3 separate regions of the Mus musculus genome follow, and all the other regions are linked to region 1. Evidence: chromatin contacts called from public Micro-C and promoter capture Hi-C data. All regions are on one chromosome and are shown on one strand. The core of a region is the stretch at or near the end of the contact, and the rest is flanking DNA. Distances in the headings are between cores, read along the strand shown. Region 1 overlaps Pank2 (pantothenate kinase 2). Region 2 holds the start of Siglec1 (sialic acid binding Ig-like lectin 1, sialoadhesin). Region 3 overlaps Smox (spermine oxidase).

The links. Promoter capture Hi-C pulls out the DNA fragments that hold promoters and counts their contacts. Hi-C and Micro-C count contacts between places; a contact is called where the count stands out from the background.
Region 2: a promoter capture Hi-C map of trophoblast stem cells shows a contact between it and region 1, with 4 times the contacts expected there. The contact joins the promoter of Siglec1 here to the enhancer-like site in region 1. A contact is called at or near these places in 12 of 39 promoter capture datasets (the C10 cell line, cranial neural crest, embryonic stem cells and 8 more), 2 of 15 datasets of contacts at CTCF or cohesin (embryonic stem cells and large pre-B cells), 1 of 484 Hi-C or Micro-C datasets (embryonic stem cells), 5 of 115 datasets of contacts at active chromatin or transcription factors (acute myeloid leukemia, embryonic stem cells and fetal liver) and 4 of 9 other capture datasets (adipose tissue, embryonic stem cells, liver and 1 more).
Region 3: a contact with region 1 is called in a Micro-C map of trophoblast stem cells, with 5 times the contacts expected there. The contact joins two enhancer-like sites. A contact is called at or near these places in 60 of 484 Hi-C or Micro-C datasets (the AML12 cell line, B cells, the Ba/F3 cell line and 40 more), 7 of 115 datasets of contacts at active chromatin or transcription factors (bone marrow-derived dendritic cells, bone marrow-derived macrophages, craniofacial prominence and 1 more) and 3 of 9 other capture datasets (adipose tissue, embryonic stem cells and liver).

Annotation. Positions count from the first base shown.
Region 1 is chr2:131,296,476-131,300,763 of GRCm38.p6, reverse strand. It overlaps Pank2 (pantothenate kinase 2), which reads right to left. Exons shown (of 7, transcript NM_153501.2): 7 at 1,576-4,288. Rnf24 (ring finger protein 24) reads left to right here. Exons shown (of 6, transcript NM_178607.4): 6 at 1-2,276. Among named protein-coding and RNA genes, the nearest start is that of Mir103-2, 11 kb to the right of the region's middle. Within about 2 kb of position 1,928, at least 9 of the 459 cell types and tissues checked have an H3K27ac peak or open chromatin away from gene starts, as enhancers often do. A contact at or near this core is called in trophoblast stem cells, where this site is marked.
Region 2 is chr2:131,084,196-131,088,483 of GRCm38.p6, reverse strand. Siglec1 (sialic acid binding Ig-like lectin 1, sialoadhesin) reads left to right here and starts at 1,719. Exons shown (of 21, transcript NM_011426.3): 1 at 1,719-2,434; 2 at 2,667-3,026; 3 at 3,270-3,569. The coding sequence starts at 2,368.
Region 3 is chr2:131,511,955-131,516,242 of GRCm38.p6, reverse strand. Smox (spermine oxidase) reads right to left here. Exons shown (of 7, transcript NM_145533.2): 2 at 4,026-4,259; 3 at 1-26. The coding sequence starts at 4,233. Among named protein-coding and RNA genes, the nearest start is that of Gm30732, 12 kb to the left of the region's middle. Within about 2 kb of position 2,527, at least 37 of the 459 cell types and tissues checked have an H3K27ac peak or open chromatin away from gene starts, as enhancers often do. A contact at or near this core is called in trophoblast stem cells, where this site is marked.

The DNA.
Region 1 (4,288 bases), core at 679-3,178:
AACATGTACTTGCCTAACCAGGAAGTAGAACAAAACAGCCATGTAGGGACAGGTAGCCTCTGGGCGAGATCTGTGCTGAGGAACAAGGGGCCTCCCACCATTGCCAAACACTGTTCTTGACAAGACTTGACAAAAAGATCTTTCCCATGGCTCTGTTCCACAGCATGCTATCTCTAACTTGGAATAGCCACTCTAAGCTGTGCTAAATACCTACAACACCTACTTTCTGAGAATTTGAGACTATATAGAGACGTTCCTGAGAGCTCTATACAGAAATGCTTGGACTAGTTTGAATTGGTTACTTGTGCTTTTCTGTAGGTCAATCTCTCAGACCCTCCTTTCTTTAGCCACCACCTAGGAACTAGCAAGGTTTCTAGATGATCTGCCAGTCCAGTCTGGTAGGCACAGGCACAGGGGAGCAGGAGCTGCTGATAGCACATACCTTCCTGGTCACAAACTCAGGAACTTCTGAACTATGGGACTAACTCCTGGCTCCACCACAGTCTCTCTTTGAGACAGGTTCTGTGTACTCCCAGTTATTCTGAAACTGTATAGACCAGGCTGGCCTCAAAATCAGAAATCCAGGGCCTTCTGCCTCTGCTACAATTAAAGGCAGAGCACCATGCCGAGCCTCCACATTGAATCTTGACTTGCTCAGTCTTCCTTGAGTCTTTGAATAGGTAATCCTTATAAAATTCACACATCACAATAGTTGCCTTCCTTGAAAAACTATCCCATGAGCACTGGATTCATTTTTGTTTCTTTAGTCTCCTTTTATGGGAATGTGGGGTGGGGGTGGGGGCAGAGGCTATACAGAGAGCTTACCCAGAAGTGTATTGAGTGTATTGTGTGTGAAAGGTAAGCCTGAAGTAGAGGTTTTTGCATTTACATTCCTTTTTATATGGCTTCCTTCACAGATCCATCCCTCAGTATCCCTAATAAAACAGCACAGCTGCTTCCCCTACCTTCTCCAGGATGACAAAAGCTTGCCCCCCAGTCCTAATCAGTCTCTCCAGGTGCCTGGACCAGCTGCCATCTTCCTCCCTCTCCTTAGTTGGTGCCTGTGCTTTTGAAGCAGGAAAGCATGTAGTAAGAGATCTCTTAAGTCCCCAGGGCTAACAGTCATTCTGCAAATGAGACATAGAAGCAAATACTTTGTATAGAATTTTCCCACACCCAACTCTTTTTTGCCCTCTCCCCTTCTAAGGTAAAAGTTCTCCTTCAGGCAGCCAGTGAGGGAGAAAGCATACCTGTACCTTGCTCTCCAGCATCCACCACCCAAGGTCTCCCCTACTCACCTGCTTCCCTGCAGCCTAAGCTGCAGCCAGTGGGTAAGGAGGAGACTCGCCCCTTTGGCACTTCATCGACTCTAGCCTGGTTAATCTTCCCTGATAAGAACCTCCTGAGGAGCTGGTGAGATTGTTCAGTGGCTCAGAGCACTGGCCGCTCTTCCGATGACCCAGGTTCAGCTCATAGAACCCACCTTGTGACCCTCAGCTTCAATCTGTAACTTCAGTTACAGATCTGGCATCTGAGTGTACCAGGTGCAAACATGTACATGCAAGCAAACACTCATACACATAAAAATAAATTTTTATTTTTAAAAAATTGCTTAAATGGGACCATCAAAGTATTTAACTTAATCTTAGAGGTAGGGACCTAAAATGCCAGGTAAAGGTTTTTTAAATAAGATTAACAGGACCTATCAGTTTTCAAGTTCAGCTTTAGAACCCAAATTATTTCAAGATGCTTTTATTCCAGTTAGCTCAGCACGTATCCAAATTCTTCGTTCCTTTGTTCACAGGATCAGGAAAAGCTACCCCTGCTGTTTCAAAGACACGCTGTAGCTCAGATCATGACCTCACCAGTGTTAAGGGACTCATGTGGTTGAACCCTCAGCGCCGTCCATGCCTCTCCTTCCAGGCTGTGGTGGAGAATGTGACGGCTTGGGGCCATTGCCTCTGTCTGAGGACATGTCCAGGAAGGTGGAGGAATGGCACTTTAGTCTTGTCGTTTAGCCCTATGGGGCTTATTTACTAGATATAACTCCCTCAAAAAAGGTTTATGAAATGCTGAGCCTCAGGTTTCATAGACGTGTTTGTACACTAAGAATTCTGCAGCAGAATATTTTTAAACATTGGTTTTTGTAAGCTATATTTTTGTATATTTAATTGCTATTTTAAAACTTTAATGCATTTTTTGCTAATCACTTGTTTAAAAATAAAACATGCATGTAATCGACCCAAACGTGTAAATAAAGAGCAAATTTTGAAATACTTTGTATTTGGACCTGTCAACTTTTGCACTAGGGCGAGGTAAGGTGTGGCACACTGATGGGGGAAAGGCATCAGGCCACACCACACCATGCATTGCATTTGTGGTGGCTTGATGTATATAGCTTTGTCCTTTGACAGTCTGCCACATTCCCAGAACTTGCCCTAACCCTAATGCCAGGTGGTGAGCGGCTCTGAACTCAGCTTTAGCCCATGGCTTCACCAAGGCACACGTAACCCTGGAGCTACCTCCAAGCAACCTTGTAACCCATCTCTATAACCGTTTGCTCTTGGACTCCCGGATCCCTGTACCCCAGGTTGTTTTCCCTGTAACCTGCTCCTTCACTGCCGATTATTATTATTTTCTTGTGCTCTGGGGTTCACTAACTCCTCCCACAAATAAATACATCCTCTGCGTTGTCTCTGACCCAAATGACCCGTGCTTTAGGGGTTCTCAAAACCAGGCGTTCTAAAACCAAACTAGGTATCTTCAAGCACCCCCTAGACCCAGCCACTGATGCCCACAAGACATTACCTCTTTGCGTAGGCCAGCCTCCTCCCATCTTAGTTCAAGCTACTTTGTGCTCCAGGGCCACAAACCTTCCTTTCTGAGTGGGAGAAGTGAAGTGGAGCTTTAGGCTATCAAAACAATGACCTGGATTGGACAGCTAAGAAAAGACAAGATGGTTCTAACAGACACTGCAAGTGGCTCCCAGTTCAGAAGTGGTTGTGAGGTGGAATGTGTGTATTTCTGCAAATAGTGCTGGAATCAACAGGAAGACAGCTTGGCGAGACTCAGTTGAGCTTGAAAGTGGAACTGTCAGAGTGTAGACAGCAGCCAGGGAAGCAGGTGAGAACTGGAAAAGATGAGGCTCTGAAACAAACCCTTTGTATTTATGGAGTTTACTAGTGGCGCACACCTATAATCCAGCACTTCGGAGGTGAAGGCAACTAGATCTGCAGTTCAAAGGCCAGCCTCAGCTATACAGTATTAATGTCGAGTTTGAGGTTAGCCCTCACCACCCGAGACACTATTTAAAGGAAATAGAACCCATCCCCAGAATGACCCTGGGCTGAGCACAACTGAGGAAAGAAATAGACAGTGATGGTGTGGGTCACAACAGCACCACACATCCTGTTGGGCTCTGTGATCCTGAGGCTTGTTCGTCTAACACTGTGGGAGGAGCTTCAATGTAGGAAGACAGAACCATGAATACAAAGCACTGGTCACAACTGTCAAATAGGAGTCACCTGAGGGATGGCAGGGAAGAACACAGCCCTGCCCCAGATGGAGAAACTTTCTAATAAAAGTGCAGTTTTGAGGATCTCTCAGAAGCAAAGCAGGGATTAGCAGGAGGGAAAACTACCATCCCTGCAACACCCCGTGTACTGTGCTGCCAGCACAATGGAACCCTTAGTCCTAATGGGCCAAAGTATGTAATAAAAGCCAACTATATCCCTGTGGGAACTGAGAACCATCAAGCAGGCTAGCCAGCCAAATCCAATCCTAGTTCCCATAGTCCAAACCAACAAGAGCCTTCTGTTGCCCCAGAGCTGGCACCAGAACCCATGGCTGAATGGCAGAATCCTTCCCAGCCAGAGCTCGAGGTCTCCATTCCAGCTCCAAGGCTGCTGTGAACAGGCCCACCCTTGCCTTCAGCTACAATGCAGGCCATCTCTTAACATCAGATGCAGAACAATCCTGCCAAGTTTTCAGAAGCTTGAAATAACCCATTTTCAGTATGTTAACATAGGCTAAACATGATCCAGCGCGCAAAGAAAGATGACCTCCAAGGCATACTGATGAAAGCGGTTAGATTCTCACATACATTTCAACAGGACAAGCAGTCAGCTGCTGGTGGGAGTCCAGAAAGCTCCACGTATGCCCAAGTGGGTGATGCTGGGATTCCAAAGCACCTCAGGGGTTAATAACGCTGCCCTGAGAATACCCTATAAACAGCAAATCCTCATACTGCCTAGACGGGGGTGGGATGGGGTGTCCTTAGACAAAATTT
Region 2 (4,288 bases), core at 470-2,969, 210 kb after region 1:
TCCATTTCCAGTCCGTTCTCACCATCCACAACGTAGTCTCTGTACCCATCAGATAGTAACTCCATATTCTCTCCTCTCCCAGTCCCCAGTAACTTCATCCATTTTCTGTTTCTAGATGGTTCATTAACTTGAGCAATGTAGTATTTGCTTACTATGTTATAGAGGACGTGTCAGAGCTGCATCTGTTCTGATTAATCCACTATATACATAGGCACATCTCTCTATCCATCTCTCTGTTGATAGACACAGGGATCTTTCTATCCTATGACAGGTGTGAAGGATGCTGCTGTGAACGTGGTTTAGCGGTGTCTGCTTGGAGCTCAGCTTCTGTCCCTATAGGTTCTCATCCTGTCCCATTTCCTAGTTCTACACCGACTTCTTGAGGAATCCTCAGTCTCCCACACTGCACCATTCCACATTCCCACTAACGATGTGCAGGGCTCCTATTTCTGTGCATCCTCACCAACAGTTTTTATTCTTGTTTTTTTTTTTTTTTCATTAGTAGCCATCATAGTGGTTGGTTGTTCCCATGTTTGCTGATGTGTGTGTCTTCTATCCTTTGCCACTTAACTCCCCCTGAGACAGGATCTCTTACAGCTGAGCTGGCTAGCCAGCTAACCCCAGGAATTCTTCTGTCTCTCTCTGCTCCAACCAGTGCTGGGCCTGCATTCAGGAGCTTCGGTAGTTGTACAAATGCTCACACCCGGTACGGTACCGTGTTCTTACCCCCTGAACTGCCCCCCAGCCCTCACTCTGGTTCCGACTTATGTTTTCCTCACGCGTCTTTTCATTGGTTTGTTGCCTTGCATTTCTTCAATGAGAAGTGTCTATTCAAGTCCTTTGCCCATTTTCCTAGATGGGTTGTTTTATTTCAGAGGAGGCTATGGTACTGTCAGAATTCTTGACATGTTCTGGATACTAGTCTTCAATAAATGATTCTCAAATATTTTCTCTCATTCTTTGGCTGTCTTTTTCATTTCTCTGCACAGTTTTTGTTTGTTTGTTTGTTTTTGTTTGTTTGCTTGGTTTTTTTTTTTTTTTTTTGGCTCACACAAAAATCAAGTCCCTCTTACCTACTTCCCCCTTTTCTTTTTTGAGGCACGGTCTTCGTAGCTTGCCCTGACGAGCGAGCCTTAAACACAGGATCCTCCCACTACAGCTTCCCGAACGCTAGAATCACGAAGCATTACCACTGAGCTTCGCTTCTAAGTCAGGAAAGCACTGCGTGGTCCAAAGCCATGGAGACTGACATCTGGGTTGTTTTCTAGGTGTTTCTTGGACTGCTGTGTCTGCCGCCTGTGGTGTTCCTTCCTGCTGTGGCACCCTTTGGCACAGGGCTTGCTCCTTGTGCATGGTATACAATAAGCATGTTTGTGGGTGTGAGTGTATGGCGACCTGACCCAGGAAAGTTTCCTTGACACCTCTCTAGCCTGACTCTGGACCACACACCCTTGTCATAATCACTGAGATCCCTGTAGGTCTGGGGCTCTGCACTGCTGTGGACCACAAATTCCCAGGCCTAGGTCTTCAGAAATGGGTGGATGCCCATGGCTGCCAAGAAGAGGGAAAACATAAAGCTTTCTCTGCTGTGGCCACAAGGACTCAGCCCAGAGGGGAAGTTACAGATTTATGCAGCATCCTGAAGGTTGAGTAAGATTTCTGTGAGCAAAGATCATTTATGGTGGGGGTGGAACTGGGCAGTGAGGGAGCCAGGGAGCAGACAAGATTAGGCCTAGAGTAAGTCTATGAAACACAGAGAAAGGGGACAGCATAGGGGTTAAGAAATGAGGTCTTTCAAAATCTCAGGGGGCAATGAGGAGTTTTTTGAGAGAGGAAGGACTCTTTAAAGGAAGTTGAAGGAGGATTCTGTGAACTTGAGACCACCCTGAGCTGCCAAGTTGAGAACTTTGTCTACAAACAAGCCAGGCAGCCTCAGCGTGTGCTCAGTCCGACTTGTAGCTGGAGAGGCAGGAGACCAATTTCCGGTGCTTACGGTGCTTGCTGGATGCCCTGGAGTAAGTGACAGGGTCTCACTGGACTCCAGGTTCTGTTGGTTTGAGTAATAGGAGGCGGCAGGGGAGAAGTGAAGAGAGACATGCACTGCTGATCTGCCTTGAGGCTGTGTCCTTAAGGGGTGGAGCCAAGGGGCACAGAAGACTCTCTGGGACATGCCACCAAGTGAGAGCATTTCCAATCACTCCCTGAGCCAGGAACAGGGGCTTCTGGTTCCCTGCTGGTGGCTGCCACAGCAGTCCTTCCTGTTGGGTTGACCAACACAGCAGGTGAGATAAACCCTATAGACTTGGGCCCTGGAGTGCTCCAGGCAGTCTCTGTGTGCCTACCCACCCGGCTTCCCTAGGCACCTGAATGCACCTGGGCACTGGGATGTGTGTCCTGTTCTCCCTGCTCCTGCTGGCCTCTGTCTTCTCACTAGGTAAGCTGCACGAGGCTAGTGCCTCTCATAGGGTCTGGCCTCTGTGGACTCAGCACAGAAGCCTAGACTATGATCAGATGTGACTGAGCACACCCCATCCTTGGGGCACTAAGAGGGAAATTAGATTAGATTTGGAGCCTGTTTGGAGCACCCTCTTTTGGGGCAGGTGACAGGGCTCTGTTCCCAGGCTTGCATCACCCTTTTCTCTGTTGCTCTTCCTACCCTCCTCTAGGCCAGACCACATGGGGTGTCTCCAGTCCCAAGAATGTGCAGGGCTTGTCGGGATCCTGCCTGCTCATTCCCTGCATCTTCAGCTACCCTGCCGATGTCCCAGTGTCCAATGGCATCACAGCCATCTGGTACTATGACTACTCGGGCAAGCGGCAGGTGGTAATCCACTCAGGGGACCCCAAGCTGGTGGACAAGCGTTTCAGGGGTCGAGCTGAACTGATGGGGAACATGGACCACAAGGTGTGCAACCTGTTGCTCAAAGACTTGAAGCCTGAAGACTCTGGCACCTACAACTTCCGCTTTGAGATCAGTGATAGCAACCGCTGGTTAGATGTCAAAGGCACCACGGTCACTGTGACAAGTGAGGAGCCTGGGGACTGGTCGCGGTCAGGGACTCCTAGGCTGCTGCTCCAGCCCTGTCCTTTGACCTGAACCTTGCCTAGGCCTTCAGCTCTGACCTTTGCCTATTATTTTTCACTCTGTGACATTCTCCTTTTCTTGAGTCCCCCTCCCCCCAAGTCTTGTCCTTTGGTTGGGGTTGTGGGGACAGTGTGAGGTACAGTGAGGTGAGGGGAGCCCTGAGAATTACTGCCTTTGTTTTCAGCGGATCCCAGCCCCCCCACTATTACCATTCCTGAGGAGCTGCGTGAAGGCATGGAGAGGAACTTCAACTGTTCCACACCCTACCTGTGCCTGCAGGAGAAGCAAGTCAGCCTGCAGTGGCGAGGCCAGGACCCCACCCACTCTGTCACCTCCAGCTTCCAGAGCCTCGAGCCCACTGGCGTCTATCACCAGACGACCCTACATATGGCCCTATCCTGGCAGGACCACGGTCGGACCCTGCTCTGCCAGTTCTCATTGGGCGCACACAGTAGTCGGAAAGAGGTTTACCTGCAAGTGCCACGTGAGTATATCACACCCTTGTCACCGAACACCATTTCTATAGCTCTCTGACCAAAACCAGCTTGGCTAGCCTCTAGGGACAAGCCCTTTGTCCCTGTGGCATACTGGTGCACTTAGGCCTTTAGGCCTGGCAGCTGGAGACAGCTGAGCCCCAAACAGTTCATGCTTATAATTGCAAATCTGAGGAGACAGAGACATGTGGAGACATGTGGGTCTCTGGGCCTTGCTGGTCAAACAGCCTAATCTATTTGGTGAGTTCCAAGTCACTGAAAGATTCTGCCTGAAGAAACAAGGTAGACAACACCTGGGGATCGCCATCCAAAGTTGACTTCTGGCCTCCATATGCATGTGCAGTTGTGTGCACCCATACCCATGACCACACACACACACACACACACACACGGAGGCACAGAGTGGGGGATTTTTAGTGTTGTTAGTCCCTTGCTTATAAACTGGTTAACTTTTCTGAGACCTAATGTCTGCTGTCTTTGGCTTGCTGCCACGAAATGGCTGCCTAGTCCCTTTCTATTAGCTACTGCAAGCCACTAAGGCAAGTTACAGTACTCATGACTTTATGTAAGTCATCCTCACATAGAACATGGGCAGTTACAACTCAGAAAGCTGTCAATAGGCCATTGATAGCCACACCTTAAGAGCTATTGATAGCCGTGCATGGGCCAAGCACCACATTCCCAGGGCCTCATGGGAAAAGCAGGGGAG
Region 3 (4,288 bases), core at 1,278-3,777, 210 kb before region 1:
GGCTCCCAGCTCAAAGGTGGTGTCTCCTGGTAGTGACAAGAGACCCTTAGAGGGGCAGAGGTTTCTTTAGAGAAGGACAGGACTGCCTCCCTTTCTTCTCTAAGAGGAACCCATCCATACAGACTCAACAGGGCAGGAAGGGGTTGGCAGCTCTCTCTGAGGAACAGCCAAAGCCCACAGAGGAACACCTGACAGCAGATGAAATGACAATCAGGGAGAAGCACTGGCCAGAGTGACTCTTGTGCCACAGTGTCACCTCGTGACATCAGTTAGAAGCCTCTCCTTTCCTAGTCTTACCTTCTTCTAAGACAATACTACACAGCAGACCCTCAACTCCCTCCCACCCAAGAGACATACTGAGGATATTCCATCCCATCTATTCTAGCACCTTACCAGCCCATGGCTCTCGAGTCCGAGCCTTCCTCCCAAATACAAGATGCCCACATCCAACACTTCTAGGACAGAAGAGAGGGCCGCTCCAATGTAGAACATTTTCCCAGGATGGAGGAATAGAACCCCAATCTCTAGGTGGTCCTTTCACCCCGTGGGGCTGACCCTGAGATTCTATCAAGGAGGGCTAAGGAGCACTCCTGGATCCAAGACATAAGTGGCCTCGAAATTCATCCTGCCCTCTCATCCCCAGACAAAGCAGCAACGGAAGCAGATCTGAGGTCACTGCCTCTGTCCTCAGCCTCAGTTTCTTCTTCAGATGCCATAAAGCTATGAGGCAGTATTCCCTGCCTAGCTTCCAGAGAGGTTAAAATAGTGCAGAGAAACAAATTGTAGTGTTTGTTTTTGCAGGCCAGGCTCAAGATGGTAAACTTCCTGTTAAATTCACAATAATCTCTCATACCTTATGTACACGCCCCTTGACAAAAATAACTGTGTCATGCCTCCCACTGAGAGGCAGGGTCTGCCCCCTGAATTTGGGTTAAACTTGTGACTTGCTCTGACTAGCAGAATGTAGTAAAAGTTATATTTGCAGCTTCAGAGCCTAGGGCTCGAGGGGCCTATTAGCCTTCCTATTGTTGATATAAAGCACCATGACCATAAACAACTTGGGAAGGAAAGGGTCTGTTTCAGCTTTCACGTCCACCTCATAGTCCATCACTGAGGGAAGCCAGGGAATGAACCCAAACATGGCATAAGCCTGGAGAGAGAAGCTGATGCAGAAGCCATGGAGGGGTGCTGCTTACGGGCTTGCTCCCCATGCTTGCTAGGCCTATGCCCAGGATCACCTGCACAAGGTGATGTCACCCACAGTGAGCTGAGCCCTTCCACGTCAATCATCAGTCAAGATGCACCACGGGCCATTTCAGTGGGGGTAGTTTCAAAATTGAATTCCCTCTTCCAAAATGACTCAAGCTTGTGTCAAGCTGACAAAAAAAAAAAAAAAAAAAAAAAAAACAACTAGCCAGCACTCTCAAAGTAACAACTATGTAAAGAAACAGAGATTCACCTTGCTAGCAACATGAGCTCAGACCAAACCCTACACTTCCTACCAGACAAGAGGGTAAGGCCATTTAGAGATCCTAACCAACTTGAGTGACATTTCCATGTGACCCTGAAATGCAAGAATCAAGGCAAAGCCAGCAAGAGACTCACTTACCCCTACCTGAGTCCTGTCCACACTTCCTTCCCACAGACCTTATAAGCTCTTATATCTGGGGTGGCTTGCTCTGTAGCAGGAGCTGTCTGACACAGTCTAAAGACAGTAGCATTGTCCCTCAGCCCAAGAAGTAGGCATGTCCTCCTTATCTGCATGCCTTCCCTTTCTTGGGTTGTTTCTAATTAAACCACTAGTTACTAAAAATAGCCCTGTGAGATGAATGTGCCTACAACAAAACACAGCCTCATGCTGCAGCTAGAAGAGAACAACTGCCTGGTGTCTCTGAAAGAGGCAGGCATGCGCAGACCCCCATGTGTAGGAAAAGTAAGCAGACTGAAGGACCAAAAACAGAAAGCCCAGGACCCTGCCCACAGGACCGCCTGCTGGCCGGTGAGGGTACCGCTAGAGCCTCAGGCATCTGTTCTACATTGAGCTCCCATTAGGAGCAGAGGGAGAACAGTAATATTATTATTGTTGTTATTGCTATTATTATCAATTTGTTTTTACCCAATGCTGCACATGTATATAGTACAGTACCAGCCACTCTCTCCTCCCCAGAAGCCCTCCCTCACATGCCACCACCAAGGGTACTTCTCTCGCTCATGGCCGTCTCGGCCACACCTGTATTCCCAAGGGCTCCAGGCACCACCTCATGCCTACTCACCTCCTAGCAAGTGGTATCCTCAGAGCTGGCTCTGGACCCCTGCTCTCACTTCTGACAGGGACATGGCCATCATGCCATGCTGCAGCATGTCCATTGACACACTGGGTTCTGAGGCCTGCCTGTCTGCACACAACACAGGTACCCTGACCAGCATGTTCTCCCCTCTCTCTTCACATTCATTATTCCACACAGCCTAGTCACTCCCTCTTCTCTGCCTGGCAAGCTTCCCATCTGGTCGTCTGACACCCTGTGCCTTCCCTGCATGGTCTCAGTTGTCAGCTGCCTCAGGGACTGGGCCACCTATCTCCCCATCTTCTGTTTCTACATCAAACTCTAAATAGCTCATCAAGCCCAAAGAATCATAAATGGGACTGCTCTTCCCGGAGGCTGCCAGCCAGCCAATCAACAATGAGCAAAGAGCCCTGGGGCTCCTTGGCTGCCCCAGCCTTGTGAGAACTTTGGACAGCACTTTCATTCTTACTGCCAAGAGTCACCCAAGTTTGTGCCTGAAAAAGAGAAACAGAGACCCTGTCTCAAAAAAGAAATGTTAGAAAGCAATTGTGGGAGATAATCAATGTGGGCCTCTAGCCTCTAAACACACAGACACACACACACACACAAATTCATATACACACAAACACACACATAGCACACACACACACTCATACACACTCTCACACACACTCACACATAGACACACACATACATACAGACACACATTCACACATAGCACACATACACTCATACACACTCTCACACACTCACAGACATATTCATGCACTCACACAGACACACATTCACACATAGCACACACACACTCATACACCCTCTTACACACTCACAGACATACACACACTCACATACACACATACACACACATAGCACATACATACACATACAGAGATACACACGCACTCACATAGACACAGATGCACACAGATGCACACACTCACACATACTCATGCAGCACATACTCACACAGCACACACTCACATAATGCACACTCATAACACATACACTCACAGACATACACATTCTCACATACACACATACACATACTCACTCACACATAGCACACATACACACGTACATATACACACAGAGGGTCAAATCTCTCACATACACCAGGTCACTGCATGTTTTCTCACTGGGTCGTCTTCATACTCCCAACCCACTCAACCCACTGCTGGCCAGAACACCCTACACACACGGTGGCTGTCAGAACCCTCATCTCCAGCTCCATTTCAGGAAATATCTCTACGCTCTAGAACCCTAGCAACATCTTCCCATCCCAGGGGCAAGTCTCTTCTTTGGCTGCAACAAGGACCGATCTTTACAGACAACCCTAAGACACACATCACCCACAGGGAAGCCTAAAATCCCCCTTCCACTCTAATAACCCTAGTTCCTGTTGTCTGTCCTCAGTTATGATAACCTAACTCATACTAAAAACTAATGACTAATCAGAACTTATACAATGCCCCCTCCTTCTTGTGACTTTAAAATGAGGACCCACAGTTCTTAGACAGTATGCCCTCCCAACAAACATTGTCAGCCCCAACTCTAACACCAAGACAGCATTCTCCAAAGTGGGATGTCAGTGCAAGGGCCTACGGAAGCTTCTGGAAAACACCCACGCAAGTGCATGAGCAAACACTTATCCCAAGGAAAGGTTACATTAGTAAGACTTGAGGCAGGACCAGAGGAACAAAAGGTGGCCTAGAGAGGTAGCTGGGCCCGAGTGATGCTTACCAAGCCTCACACTCTGCACACGGCCCCCAATGTGGCTGGAAGCCTCAAGCACAGTGACATCCGTGAAGCCCTGCTCCAGAAGGGCTCTAGCTGCAGCCAGGCCAGCCAAGCCAGCACCGATCACCACCACACGAGGCTGTCCCCTTCTCCGTAGGCCACGACTGAGAGGGTCATCCGCACTGTCGCCACTGGATTCACAACTTTGCATGCCGTCCGTGCTCACCTTCTAGGAGCCTGTGAGGAGAGATGGGGGCTGGGGGTCA